Linked DNA regions of Sus scrofa: all the other regions are linked to region 1. The links are chromatin contacts, called in public Hi-C and promoter capture Hi-C maps. All regions are on one chromosome and are shown on one strand. Each heading gives the region's core, a stretch centred on a gene start, on an enhancer-like site or on the middle of the called end of the contact. The rest is flanking DNA. Distances are from core to core; before and after follow the strand shown. Region 1 holds the start of ZKSCAN5 (zinc finger protein with KRAB and SCAN domains 5). Region 2 holds the start of ATP5J2 (ATP synthase, H+ transporting, mitochondrial Fo complex subunit F2). Region 3 holds the start of ZNF655 (zinc finger protein 655).

Region 1 (4,491 bases), core at 592-3,091:
TGCGCCTGCAGCATGTAGAAGTTCCTGGGCCAGGATCGAACCTGCATTGCAGTTGCGACCTGTGCCATGATTATGGCAATGCCGGGGTCCTTAACCCACTGTGCCACCAGGGAACCTTCCTGCTTTTAGATTCCACATATAAGTGAAATTGTATGGTATTTGTCTTCCTCTGTCTGACATTTCACTTAGCATAATGCCCTCTAGATCCATCCATGTTGTCACAAATGGCAAGATATCATTCTTTTTATAGCTGAGTAATATTCCATTATCATTCATTCATATTTACACACATCGCATCTTCTTTTATCAATTCCTATATGAAGAAAACTTTAAGGATCCAAAAGTAGGGCTTTTTCCACAAGGGAAAGACATACCATTTTCCCGGATAGGAAAATCACCTTTGTACAGATGTCAGTTCTCTCTAAGTCAGTATAAATCACGAATGATTTTAATACAGAATTCTTCCCGAACCAGAAAAACTGAATCTTAATTGGAGAATATCAAAGGAACTAGGATACTCTGAAAAGGAAACAAAATTGGGGGGCACTCACTCTTAGAGATATTAAAACCAATGATTAACCTCAGTAAATGAACACAACATGATATTATCCCACGTGTAGACAAACAGACGAATGGAACAGTATAGAAAATTTAGAAACAAATCTCAAAACACATGCAAAATTAACTTGTGATAAAGGCAGCATCACAAATCAATGAGGAATAAAGATAGAATTTCTTGTAAATGTTGAGACAACCGACTAATGATTCAGGAAAAGAGAAAGTTAGATTTATACTTCCTCTCGTACACCAAGATACTTATTAATGGATCAAAGATCCACTTTTTAAAAGTGACACTATGCAATGTTCTGTTAAAATAAAAAACAAAGGTAGACCAGACTTGAAAATTTCTTGAGCAGACAAAACCAGTTTAGTCATAAGAGCAAAGTTTCATTTAGCTCATTTTGCAAGACAAGCCAGGCTAACTGACCTGGGTATTTCTTGCTTATGCCTCTGAAAATCCTCAGCAAGACTTACATTGTTCCCCCAACTCGATATGAAGTAACTACTAACCAATTCCCTCTAAAAAAAATTCTTAATACTGTAACCAATCACTGTGAAGAATAAACAGTCACCGTCTCCACACGATAGAAGATGCTTTATAACATAAAGTTTCTTTCCATGTTTGAATGCTACCGGTTTGTAAGCTTTTTGACGTGTGCACAATAAACTTTTACTAATTATTACTTCATTGATGTATTGCTTTTACTTCTGGTGTTTGTTTTGTCTGAACTTTTAACAATTTTAAATGTCAAAAGTGAAAGCATACAAATACTACATTGACCAAACATACCGCAGTGTCAATTTAAGCGTCTCCAGCGGAGATAGGTGACTTTCTGCAGTTCTTCATTCCCATAAGCTGGACCATGGCGCTAGCAAGGCGTTCTCAAAACCCCATTCCTGATTTGAGTGAAAATTCACAATAGACATTAAAACAAACAAAACTGTCCTGGAGTATCCAAGGATGTATGCCTTCTGATTCAGTGTCGGTTGGCCTCATTCATCTTCGAGACTCGTAATACGGTGACTCTCGTTCTGCCTGTCGAACAGCTTTGTAAACGGATAACAAAACGAGGGCTTATTAAAGATGGGACCCCCTTGGATCCCAGAGAAGCCCTGAATAGACGGCTCTTCTTTGAAAGGATGCGGTACTTCCGCCCCCACCCTCCGCAGCCCGTAGTAGACCCTATGCCGACGCACTCAGCCTTCCAATGCAGGCGCGGAAGAAACGCCTCCCAATCTCACATTTTGATAGGCTCGCGAGACCGAGGCTGCGAAGAGAGCCGTGGCCCTATTGGCTGAAGGACGTGGCCCGCGCGGCGCTTTCTGGGAGTGTAGTCCCTGGGGCCGCTGGCTCCAGGGGCTCGCGGGTCTGACGTCGGAGGTTTCAGCACCTGAGCTGACGGCTGTGGTAAAGAGGTGGGTGTGTCTGGAGGCAGGGTGCGGGGAGTGGCGAGGTTTCAGATGAAGAAACCAAACGGTCCATTAAAGAGAAGTAAGGGTGCGGGCTCGCCGAGAGCTACAGACCTACTTGGAACTGGGGCTCAGAGCGTGGGGCTGAAGGAGCGCAAGTCCCACGGCCAACCAGACAGTGGCAACTGTTGCCTTAGCAAGCCCTCGGGACATCTAAGGCCCCGTCCTCTGCCCCCAATCCAATAAAGGGGCGGGCTCGGGCCGTTTAAATGGTTTGGGGTTGAGTGAGGACGAAGGCGGGTCGGTTTTCTCTCCGGCCCTAGCAACGCTGGACCTGCGGATCGGTGGGCGGGGAACGGCTGTGTTTCTGGAGGTTGGACGGGCATCCTGGGCCGGCGCCCTATCTCCCCGCTGATTGGCCACAGCCCCTCGGGGGCGGGGTTAGGGCGGAGCCTGGGGCGAGCACTTCCCGCCCGCTGCGAGGAGAGGGCCTCCGGGATTCCTAGAGAGGACTCGGAAGTACTCTCGGGGGTGGGGTTTATGGCTCTACACCGTTGGTCAGGGACAGCTTGGACTTGCTTACTTCCGGCGAGGAAGTGTTGGGAAGTGTCGGGTTCGGCTTTCTCTTCGTTTGTGAGAAGAAACCCGTCTTCCCAGCCTTGGCCGCAGGAGCCTGGTCTTCCAGCAGAGCTCCCCGGGACTGGGGCCTTGAGGACAGGCCTCTGTGTCCAGACCATGGTCCTGTCCCTAACCTTGACCGGGCCGGTTTCCGTGGCTCGGGGTCAGGGGCGATTGTGAGGAATCCAGGTGCAAAATCGGTACTTAAAACCCTGGTTCTCTTCGGGACCCATGAAGTCTCCCGTTGGCCTGTCAAGCTCTTGTGGCTTGAGAAGGACAGGGCCAGTTTTGACCGTTGTACTGTTTTTGACCTCTGTTCTGACTTAAGTTGGCTTGTGGTAGAGAAGGAGCGGCTGCGTCTGGACTAGTTAGTAAGTTTTGTCCTGTTTTTTTTATATGAGATTTAATGCTCTTAAGCACTAAAATTGTATTTGATTAGGCTCGATGTCAAATTTTTATTGCTGTCCTTTACCCTTTTTCTTAATTTATTTTGTCCGCACCTGGGCCATGTGGAAATTAATGAGCCGGGGATAGAACTCCAGCCACCACAGCTGCCCCAGCCTCTGTAGTGACACCAGGTCCTTAATCCTCTGAGCCAGAAGAGAACTACCTCCTTTACACTTTTTCAGTGTTGGTCATTATTTTGTGGGTGGAGGGATGGCTGTTTTGTAGTACACTTTTTTTTTTTTTTTTTAGGTCCACACCCTCAGCATATGGAGGTTCCCAGGCTATGGGTCCAATCGGGGCTGCAGCTGTCGGCCTACACCACAACCACGCAGAATCTGAGCATCTTGGACCTACACGTCAGCTCAGGGCAACACCAGATCCTTAACCCCCGGCCAAGGCCAGGGATTGAACCTGCATCCTTATGGATACTAGTTGGGTTTGTTCCTGTTGAATCACAAGGGGAACTCCCTATAGCCCACATTTTTTTTTTTTTTTTGTCTTTTTAGGGTCACACCCTCAGCATATGCAGGTTCCCAGGCTATGGGTCAAATCAGAGCTGCAGCTGTCGGCCTACACCACAACCACAGCAATGTGGGCTCCAAGCCTCCTCTGCCACCTACACCACAGCTCATGGCAATGCCAGATCCTTAACCCGTTGAGCGAGCGCATCCTCACGGATGCTAGTCAGGTTCGTTAACTGCTGAGCCATGACGGAACTCCTGTAGTCCACATTTTTAAGTGTCGTTTCCGTATATCATTAGTTGTTGAGTTGCTGAGTGGTCATTTGTGTCCTCTCTTTGCTAATAATGGTTCCCAATGTACCAGTAGGTTGCAAGCTAATGAACGTGTCCTTCAGAAGATCTCAAGGAGCAGAGAACAAAGTTGATCCGTGCCCCCCGGCTTACCTGGAGAGCTCTGCCTCTGAGTTGGAATGATAATGACAGAATCTGGGGAAGTTATAGACTTAGACCTTCCAGCTGAGACGTCACAGGAGCAGGAGGACCTTCTCATAGTGAAGGTGGAGGAAGAAGACTGCACCTGGATGCAGGAGTACAACCCACCAGCGTTTGAGACTTTTTACCAGCGCTTCAAGCACTTCCAGTACCACGAGGCCTCAGGCCCCCGCGAGGCCCTCAGCCAGCTCCGGGTGCTCTGCTGTGAATGGCTGAGGCCTGAGCTGCACACCAAGGAGCAGATCCTGGAGCTGTTGGTGCTGGAGCAGTTCCTGACCATCCTGCCGGAAGAGTTCCAGACCTGGGTGAGAGAGCATCACCCAGAAAGTGGAGAAGAGGCTGTGGCCGTGGTGGAAAGTATACAGAGAGAACTAGAGGAACGAAGACAACAGGTAAGTGAGAGAGGGGACCTCGGAGCGATGAGGAAGGAGAGGAGGAGTGTTAGGAGCTGCTGAGCAGGGGTGAGACCCTGGGCGCCCTGCCGCTTCATTCATATTCTTTT
Region 2 (4,348 bases), core at 285-2,784, 45 kb before region 1:
CTTCCATATGCCACAAGTGCAGCCCAAAAAAGGAAAATAAATAAAATAAACACCATCAGTATCTGGACACCAATTCCTTCACCTGGGTGATGCCCAAAAGTCACAGAGGGACAGCTAGATGACTAGCACCCAACTGTGGACCAAGCAGTGCTGCAAGCACCTCACACACACTGTTTAACCTTTGGTTCACAGTGCTCTCCACTGCGATCCTCTGCTTAAATCAGATGCCAGGCCTCGAGGCTTCCTTTTCACATGTCCTGTTTAAACAACACGGCTACCCTGGATAAATGTTCTCATGCCCATTTTTACAAATGGGAAATAAGTAGCATCTTCTTTTTTTTTTGTCTTCTTAAGGCCACACCCGTGGCATATGTAAGTTCCCAGACTAGGGGTCTAATCAGAGCTGTAGCTGCCAGTCCATACCACAGCCACAGCAACGACAGATCCAAGCCACTGTCTGCAACCTACACCACAGCTCAAGGTGACCGTGGATCATTAATCCAGAGCAAGGCCAGGGACTGAACCCGAGTCCTCATGGATACTAGTCGGGTTTGCTACCGCTGAGCCACGATGGGAACTCCCCTCTTCCTTTTTGATCCCCTTTTCATTTCTCCAGGCTGATTAAGATATAGAAACCTGGGATAAGATACAGGATTAGACAAAACTCTCACTATCATGCGGTGTGACCGCAGGCAAGCCACACATTTCTGACTGTTATTTCCCCCATCCTTAAAATGGGATCAACGTTCCTGGCAACGACTTCCTGACAAGGCTACCATCAGGATCCGGGGCTAAAACATGGTGGTTTCCATATTTTTTTAAAAATCAATGTGGACAGTCTGACGAGTGTAGATTTACACACGCAGATCACCGAAAAGCCTGCTGGCCATAAAGTCATTCTTGTGATTAAAGCTCAGTTTACCACGGAGACGCAGAAGCCTAGGTTGGAATCCCAGCTCAGCCCACTCACTCACTAGTTGTGACCTTGAATAGGTCACCTCACCTCGCTAAGCCTACTCAACAAATACACGCGTTGAGCCTTACGTGGTGCCAGGTGCCCACCGCCCTAGGTAACAGCTCCTCCTAGAAGCTGAACTTCAGCTTTGCGCCGAGAGCTCAGCTACAAAGCGCCAGGGGTTGAGCTCAGGTGCAAAGCGGAGATGAGCGCCGCTATTCCTCAGCGGGGTGAGGGAGGGTGGCTCTAAGCCGCGCATTCCCAAGCCCCAAAGCGCGTCTCTGGGCTGCCGTCACTTTCCCTGCCGCAGCCGAGTGGCGCGGTCCCTGGGCAGGCCGGAGGCGCGGCGGGGCGAGCAGCGAAGGGTCGGGCGGCGCAGGACCTGGGCAAAGCTCTCGTGCGCCTCCAGTGAGGGCGCGGAGAAGGCTCTGAGGGAAAGGCAGGCCGCTCCGGCACTCGGTCCTTCCCCTCCCGGTGCGGCTCTGAGCACTGAACCCTAGACCCCGACTCCTGCCTTCAACCTGAGGGCCCTAACCAGAGCCAGAACCGGAGACTCACCAACTGACGCCATCTTGGAGTCCTGGCTGTCCGCTTGGCCGTGTCGCGCTAGGGCTGCTGGGTAAGGAGCATGCGCCCTGGGGCCCCGGAGCAGAGGCTCACGGGAGGCAGGTCGCGACTGGGACGAAGCTGGGGTTGCAAGTCCGCCCTGGGAAAAAGGGCTAAGTCCCTGGAGGGCAAAGACCTGGGTCCAGCTTTTAGGGACCGGCGGGGTGAGGAGGTGGGGATGGTAGTTAGGAGGAAGGAGGCTGGTAGGACCCCCAGAGAGGAAAGTGAGGAAAGAGCATCCTAACTCTCTATCACCTTAAATTTGTTGTGAAACATGACGAGGGCGCCTTAGGACCCTTCCTCTCAGCTGTGTTTGATGGGACTTAAACTCTGACTCTCAGGGGATCCCCAGTCACCAGGAAAAGCCGGTGTCCAGAGTTAGGCTCTAAATGGGTTTGATTCAAGAGTACCTGCAGGCGTTCCCTCTGTGGTTTAGTGGTTTAAGAATCCCACTGCAGGGAGTTCCCACTGTGGCTCAGCTGGTTAAGAACCCTCATCCTATCCACAAGGATTCGCGTTTGACCCCTGGCCTTGCTCGGTGGGTTGGGAATCCATGGCTACTGCAAGCTGTAGTGTAGGTCGCAGATGTGGCTCAGATCTGGCATTCCTGTGGCTGGGGCATAAGCTGGCAGCTGCAGCTCCAATTGAACCCCTAGCCTGAGAACTTCCACATGCCGCAATGTGCAGCCCTAAAAAGGGGGAAGGGGGAGGTGGAGAAGAGAGAGAGAGAGAGAGGAAATCCTTCGGCAGTGGCTGGGGTCGCTATGGAGGTTCTAGTTCAAGTTTGATCCCCACTGTTTGATTGGTGCAGTGGGTTAAAAGCTCTGGGGTAAAGAGTACCTGTCCATGTCCAGGCTCTGGGAATGCTAAGGACAGAAGGTGTCCACAGCTCCAGTCCTTTCTGCCACTTCTTTTCCAGCACAGTGATGCAAAGGCCACAATAACTACTCCTGGTTAAGCAATTCTGACTTGGGTGAGATGCTTTGATCTCTTGAATCTCAGTTTTCTTCTCTGTAAAATAGGCATGTAACACTTGCCTGGCATCCTTGTTGTAGGAAACAAATGAAACAAGGTGTGTCAAAATAAAGGATTAAGAGCTGAGTGGATAGTAGGAATTGGACCAGTGAACTGATGCCTTCCTCACGAAAGTGACTTGGGGGACTTAATTATCAAATTCATTTTTTTTTTTTGTCTTTTTTGTTGTTGTTGTTGTTGCTATTTCTTGGGCCGCTCCCGCGGCATATGGAGGTTCCCAGGCTAGGGGTTGAATCGGAGCTGTAGCCACCGGCCTACGCCAGAGCCACAGCAACGCAGGATCCGAGCCGCGTCTGCAACCTCCACCACAGCTCACGGCAACGCCGGATCATTAACCCACTGAGCAAGGCCAGGGATGGAACCCGCAACCTCATGGTTCCTAGTCGGATTCGTTAACCACTGCGCCACGACGGGAACTCCTCAAATTCATTTTTGTCGGCTGTACCTACAGCATATGGAAGTTCTTGGGAAGAACCCACCCCACGGCAGTGACCCAATCCGCTGCAGTGACCAGGCCTGAACCTTAACCTGCTGCACCACAAGGGAACTCCCCAAACTCATTTCTTTTTGTCAGTCACTTATTCATTCACCAAATGCACATTGCTATGTACTGGGCACTACAGGCATAGAAATCATTCAAACATGGTCTCTGCATTCCAGACAGCTGAGTAGACAGATGAGTATGAACTCCTTAGTGAGGGAGAGGTAAATTTTACAATAAAATATAGATCCTTGAGAAAGGGAGCCCAAGGGGTGTGAGGCTCTTAGATGGGCAGCCTGGGGTTCAGGGCACCAGGGCCTGGGCCTCTTTTGGGTGGGACTACAGACACCAGAAATGGGCAACAGCTCCTGGGAGAACCAGGAGTTGGACCCAAGCCAGAAGTGCAAATGGAGCCCAGATGTACATGTGGCACCACACAACAGAGCTGGGAAGGTGCCAGGGCCTAGTGCTGAGCAGGATCTCCATATTCCTAGAAAGGAGTAGGGGGCTGCCCAGGAAGGGCAGCGGCCTGAAAATTCTTGCAATGAACAGGGTCACGGGGTCTGAGGCCTTGCGGGGGGGTCATCAGAAAGGGCTGTTTCACTGTTGAATGTTTACTTTGAAGTCAAATTATACTTTCACATCATTTAAAGTATGAGTTCCCATTGTGGCTCAGCACTAATGAACCTGACTAGTATCCATGAGGACTTGGGTTTGATCCCTGGCCTTGCTCAGTGGGTTAAGAATCCAGCTTTGCCCTGAGCTGTGGTTTAGGCCGGCAGCTGCAGCTCTATTTCGACCCCTAGCCTGGGAATTTCCATATGCAGCAGGTGCGGCCCTAAAAAGCAAAAAAAAAAAAAAAAAAAAAAAAAAGCGTGGCGTGTGTGCTCCTGCTGTGTCATACAATTCAGCTCAGTTCAATTCTGACATTATCTACCAGGAGGTAGTGTTGGACTCGAGAGGTTAAGGACTCTTTCCTGCAAGACTGCCCCTCCCTCCAGACAATTTCAGGTGCTATCAAATGTTACCACCCAGGGGTCTGGCCAGTGGCTATAGAGGTTCCAACAACCCCGTCCTCAGGCTCAATTACTTTGCTAGAGTGGCTCACAGAACTCAGAGAAATATCGTACTTACCAGATTATTGGTTTATTATCAAAGAATGTAACTCAGGAGCAGCCAGTCAGAAGAGATGCACAGCACAAGGTATGGGGAAAGGGAGTCACCAACCCAGCATCTCTCCAAACCCATCCTTTTGGATTTTCACAGAAGCT
Region 3 (4,122 bases), core at 257-2,756, 62 kb after region 1:
AGCAGTGCATTTTTTTTTTTTTTAAATGCAGTGCATCGGAGTTCCCGTCGTGGCTCAGTGGTTAGCAAACACAACTAGAATCTGTGAGGACGCAGGTTCGATCTCTGGCCTTGCTCAGTGGGTTATGGATCTGGTGTTGCTGTGAGCTGTGGTGTAGGTCATAGACGAGGCTCAGATCCCGTGTTGCTGTGGTGTAGGCACAAGACAAAATAAAACAAACAAAAAAATGCAGTGCATCTTCTGTGACGCCTATACCTTTGTGCAGAGACGCTATAGACTAGAGAGATTGTTTCATGGTAGGAAGTTGCTTTAGATGAATGATACCAAGGAGGAAAGAAAGGGAAGGCATATCAGAATATCCCAGAGGCTCGTTTTTTTTTTTTTTTAATCTTTTTCTAGGGTGCACCCATGGCATATGCAGGTTCCCAGGCTAGGGGTCTAATCAGAGCTGTAGCCACTGGCCTAAGCCAGAGCCACAGCAACTGGGATCCAAGCTGCTTCTGCGACCTACACCACAGCTCCCTGCTACGCCCGATTCTTAACCCACTGAGCCAGGCCAGGGATCCAACCCACAACCTCATGGTTCCTAGTCGGATTCGTTTCCACTGAGCCATGACGGGAACTCCAAGGCTCATAGCGTTTAAAAAAAAACATATAGAATGTCACACTTGGTTGTGATTATATTTAATGGAAATGTCAAGTATCATTAAAGGAAAATATCTGATTTGTGAACTTAAACAAAGGAGCAGTATCTACTGTTCCTTCCAAATCACCGTTTTGATTCCTCAGGCGACTTTCCAGTCCCTGGCAGGTCTAGTTGCACCACAGGACATCACATTCTCTAAGGAGCTAGGCAGTCATAATGCCCTAGGGGCTTCGTGTAGCCTTGGCCCTGCCTGTCCACGTGCTCCGTGCTTTATCTAGCCCTGCTTCTTTCTGCACAGCCCAGTCTTTCCAGCAGGAACGCACCTCTCTTGCGATCGGTGTCTTTCTTTCACCCCAATTTGCTCAACGCTCCCACCTTCCCCCAAGAACTGTAGTATGTTCCGATCCTACGATTCTCTGTGGTTCTCCGGCCATCGAAACACCTCCAACCCTCGCTTGAAGCGGCGTGCTTGGTGCCCCTGCGTAAGCTCCCAACCGGCTGACTCACGGACATCGGACCCTAGGGTCCGCCCCCGTGCTCGTCCCCGACACGCACCCAGGCGGAAGGGACCCCACTCCGCGGGGAGGCTCGGGTGTTGGCTGGAGCTGGGCAAGGGCCAGCGGGGGGCGCTTTCCCACGTCCGGGGCTGGCGCGGTCATTACTGGTTTACTGGCTACAGAGTGGGCAGCGGGGTCAGGAGGGCGGTGAGGCCGGCAGAAGACCATGGCAAAGCCTCCCCGACGAGCCGCAGCCGCGCCCGCGCCCCTCATCCGGGGCCCTCCTCCCGCCCGCTCTTCCGGGGCCCTCCTCCCGCGCCCTCATCCGGGGCCCTGCCCCCGGCAGCGGACACCGCCCCCGGAAGTGCCACCGAGAAGCGCCGGCCTCCGAGCGGGCTAGAGCGACCCCCGAAAGGCAAGGCCGGCCCCGCGAGCCAGGGTGTCCGCGACGGGACGGCCGCCTGGCCCGCCCCTCCGCTCGGGTGAGTCCCCGGAAGCCGTTCTGGGGCGGCGGTGGGCCGGCCTCTTACCGAGCCTCCCGGGGAGGAGGAGCAGGAGGAGGCTCCCGTCCCCAGGAGAGCGCGGGGCCGGGCCGCCCGGGCCCGTTACGCTTCGGTCGGGCTTCGCCCCGACGCCTCGCGGGCCGAGGGCCCCGCCGTCAGGACCCGGTGACCGTGCCCTGCTGTGAGCGGGGTGTCTGCGGCCCGCTTCGCCCTTGGGGGCCCGTGTCTTGAGCTGCCCGGGAAGCGGGAGGAGGGCAGCGCCGGCCGAGGCCTTCTGAGGGCCTTTCCCAGGGGGTGGAGGGGGGACGGCACCCTGTCCCTGTCGCGTCCTTGCGTGTGAAGGACAACCTGTCAAACCTGTTTGAGTCGCAGCCCTTCCCCGGTTACTGTCAGGATGGTGGGAAGGGCCTGCCTTCCCGGCCTGGGTTTCCGAAGGGTCCGACCCCCGCGCCCCCACCCCCGGCCCCACCGTGGAATGTGGTTGTTAGGGGTCGAGTCCCTTCCGTAATTCAAAGTGGGCGGACACGTGCTTGCCAGGTAATTGCTCAGGGGCCTGCTTGAAAAACCAGTGACGAATCGTAGCTAGTGTGTCTGTCTCAGCCTGGCGAGAAGTTTGTAAATGCCGAGCATTTTAAATTTCCGCAGAAACCTTTCCACTATGAAATTGTGCCTTCTTGATTAAAAAAAAAAAAAAAAAAAAAAAAAAAAGCCACAGATTCTGAATGAGTGGAGTTCACGTAAACCTGCAGACTCGGACCCTTAAATATTTAAAAATGGGACCTTAAATATTTAAAAATGCAAGATACTCCTTTTTTTTTGTGCTGTTTGGGTTAGGTCAGTCATTATTAACGATTTTTTATTAGGTATCTGCAGTGTGTAAGGTACTTTGCTAAGTCCTGAGGGTGTAGGATGACGGGCTGTTTTCACTTGTCACAGTAATTTCTCCTCCTCTCACCCTGCAGTGATGGTCCTTGTCCTCCAGCACAGGGATGGAGGAACTATCGGCCCAGGAAACAGCAGGATCTCCAAGGGTCCCGTTTCAGCCTTTGGAGGCCTACGCTGAGGGTCTGTCCCCAACACCTCAGTTCGTGCAGGACACCGACATGGAGCAGGGGCTCACTGGGGGTAAGGCCGAGAGAGCACTCGCATCCAGGAGAATGGGAGTGTGGACGGGCTCCTGGGCCGGGTGTCAGAGAGGCAGGGGACTCCCCTGAGAGGATGGCCCCTAGAGGGGAGGTGGGGAAGGGGCGGATGACCTGACTCCATTAAGTCCCCGACCTGGGTCCCTCTGTTGAGGTCAGCCTGTCCTCTTTTAACAGGCAGAATGGTACCCACACACCCTGCTGTGGCTGTTCTCCTTCACACAATCTTTGCTTCATCCCAGTTGGCACATTTAGAATAATCTCCAAGATACGCTGCTTTTGCCCCATCTCCCAGCCCTCGCCTTGCTTTCAGTTCCTCTTAGCTGTAGGGCCTGGCCCTCCCCGCTCTCTTAACTTAGTTTCTTCCCTCTTTGACCTTTTGTGCTTTGCCATCTGCTGTTCTGTCGCAATTGCAATGTTTGTGACAAATTTTGGTCGAGAAAGCAACCGTTGTAATTCCTTGGTTGAGCCCAGTGCCTAATGAGAATGTACACATACTGGGAGTTCCCGTTGTGGTGCCTCGGAAACGAATCCGACTAGGAACCATGAGGTCGCAGGTTCGATCCCTGGCCTCGCTCTGTGGGTTAAGGCTTTGGCGTTGCGGTGAGCTGTGGTGTAGGTGGCTGATGTGGCTTGGATCCCATGTGGCTGTGGCTGTGGTGTAGGCCGGCGGCTGTAGCTCCGATTGGACCCCTAGCCTGGGAACCTCCATATGCTGTGGGTGCAGCCCTAAAAACAAAACAAAACAAAACAAAAAGAATGTATATGTATCATGTATTCACTATAAAATTTATGTGTATTATTTTGATATACATATTGATATAATATTGATATATGTAGATATCATCTGGTACTGTCTTGTACTGGTTTTATTTTGTACAAACTTTGTCTTCAATTGCTTGCGGCCAACTTCAGTGCCCAAAATAACTTGGGTGTTGGGAGCGCCAGCCGCGTGGCACAGTGTAGAGCGCGTTGTGAGACGGAGGAGGAGCCGATGAGGAAACCGAAACCGAGGGCCGTTCCTTCTCCTTGGGAGCCTTATGCACGGGTCTCAGAGACCGTGCTCATTCGCGAAAGAAAGGTTTCATGACGTTGACAGAATGGTATCTGGGAGCGGGTCCAAAGCCTGCCACATAACTTCAGCCCGGACAAGTCACTGCAAATCTTTATGCTTTGCTTTGCCCCCCCATCTGCAGAAAAGGTAACGGTGCCTCCCGTTTTGCTAGAGGGCTCTCGGGTCCTGGGGATATAGTGAAATAGGAGCTTTCATAGTGCAATCCTGCATCACTGGGTCTCAACGTGTCAGGAGAGCGTGCAGGTGCTACGAACGTGTA

The links. Promoter capture Hi-C pulls out the DNA fragments that hold promoters and counts their contacts. Hi-C and Micro-C count contacts between places; a contact is called where the count stands out from the background.
Region 2: a promoter capture Hi-C map of liver shows a contact between it and region 1, with 2.6 times the contacts expected there. The contact joins the promoter of ATP5J2 here to the promoter of ZKSCAN5 in region 1. A contact is called at or near these places in 2 of 5 promoter capture datasets (fetal liver and liver), 5 of 47 Hi-C or Micro-C datasets (heart right ventricle, liver and skeletal muscle) and 2 of 2 datasets of contacts at active chromatin or transcription factors (alveolar macrophages and skeletal muscle).
Region 3: a contact with region 1 is called in a Hi-C map of liver, with 4 times the contacts expected there. The contact joins the promoter of ZNF655 here to the promoter of ZKSCAN5 in region 1. A contact is called at or near these places in 1 of 5 promoter capture datasets (liver), 10 of 47 Hi-C or Micro-C datasets (alveolar macrophages, embryonic fibroblasts, fetal liver and 4 more) and 1 of 2 datasets of contacts at active chromatin or transcription factors (alveolar macrophages).

What each region holds. Positions count from the first base shown.
Region 1 is chr3:6,440,474-6,444,964 of Sscrofa11.1, forward strand. It overlaps ZKSCAN5 (zinc finger protein with KRAB and SCAN domains 5), which reads left to right and starts at 1,842. Exons shown (of 5, transcript XM_013995381.2): 1 at 1,842-1,977; 2 at 3,865-4,381. The coding sequence starts at 3,968.
Region 2 is chr3:6,395,317-6,399,664 of Sscrofa11.1, forward strand. It overlaps ATP5J2 (ATP synthase, H+ transporting, mitochondrial Fo complex subunit F2), which reads right to left and starts at 1,535. Exons shown (of 4, transcript NM_001097464.1): 1 at 1,514-1,535. The coding sequence starts at 1,526.
Region 3 is chr3:6,503,202-6,507,323 of Sscrofa11.1, forward strand. ZNF655 (zinc finger protein 655) reads left to right here and starts at 1,507. Exons shown (of 3, transcript XM_021086134.1): 1 at 1,507-1,625; 2 at 2,609-2,771. The coding sequence starts at 2,636.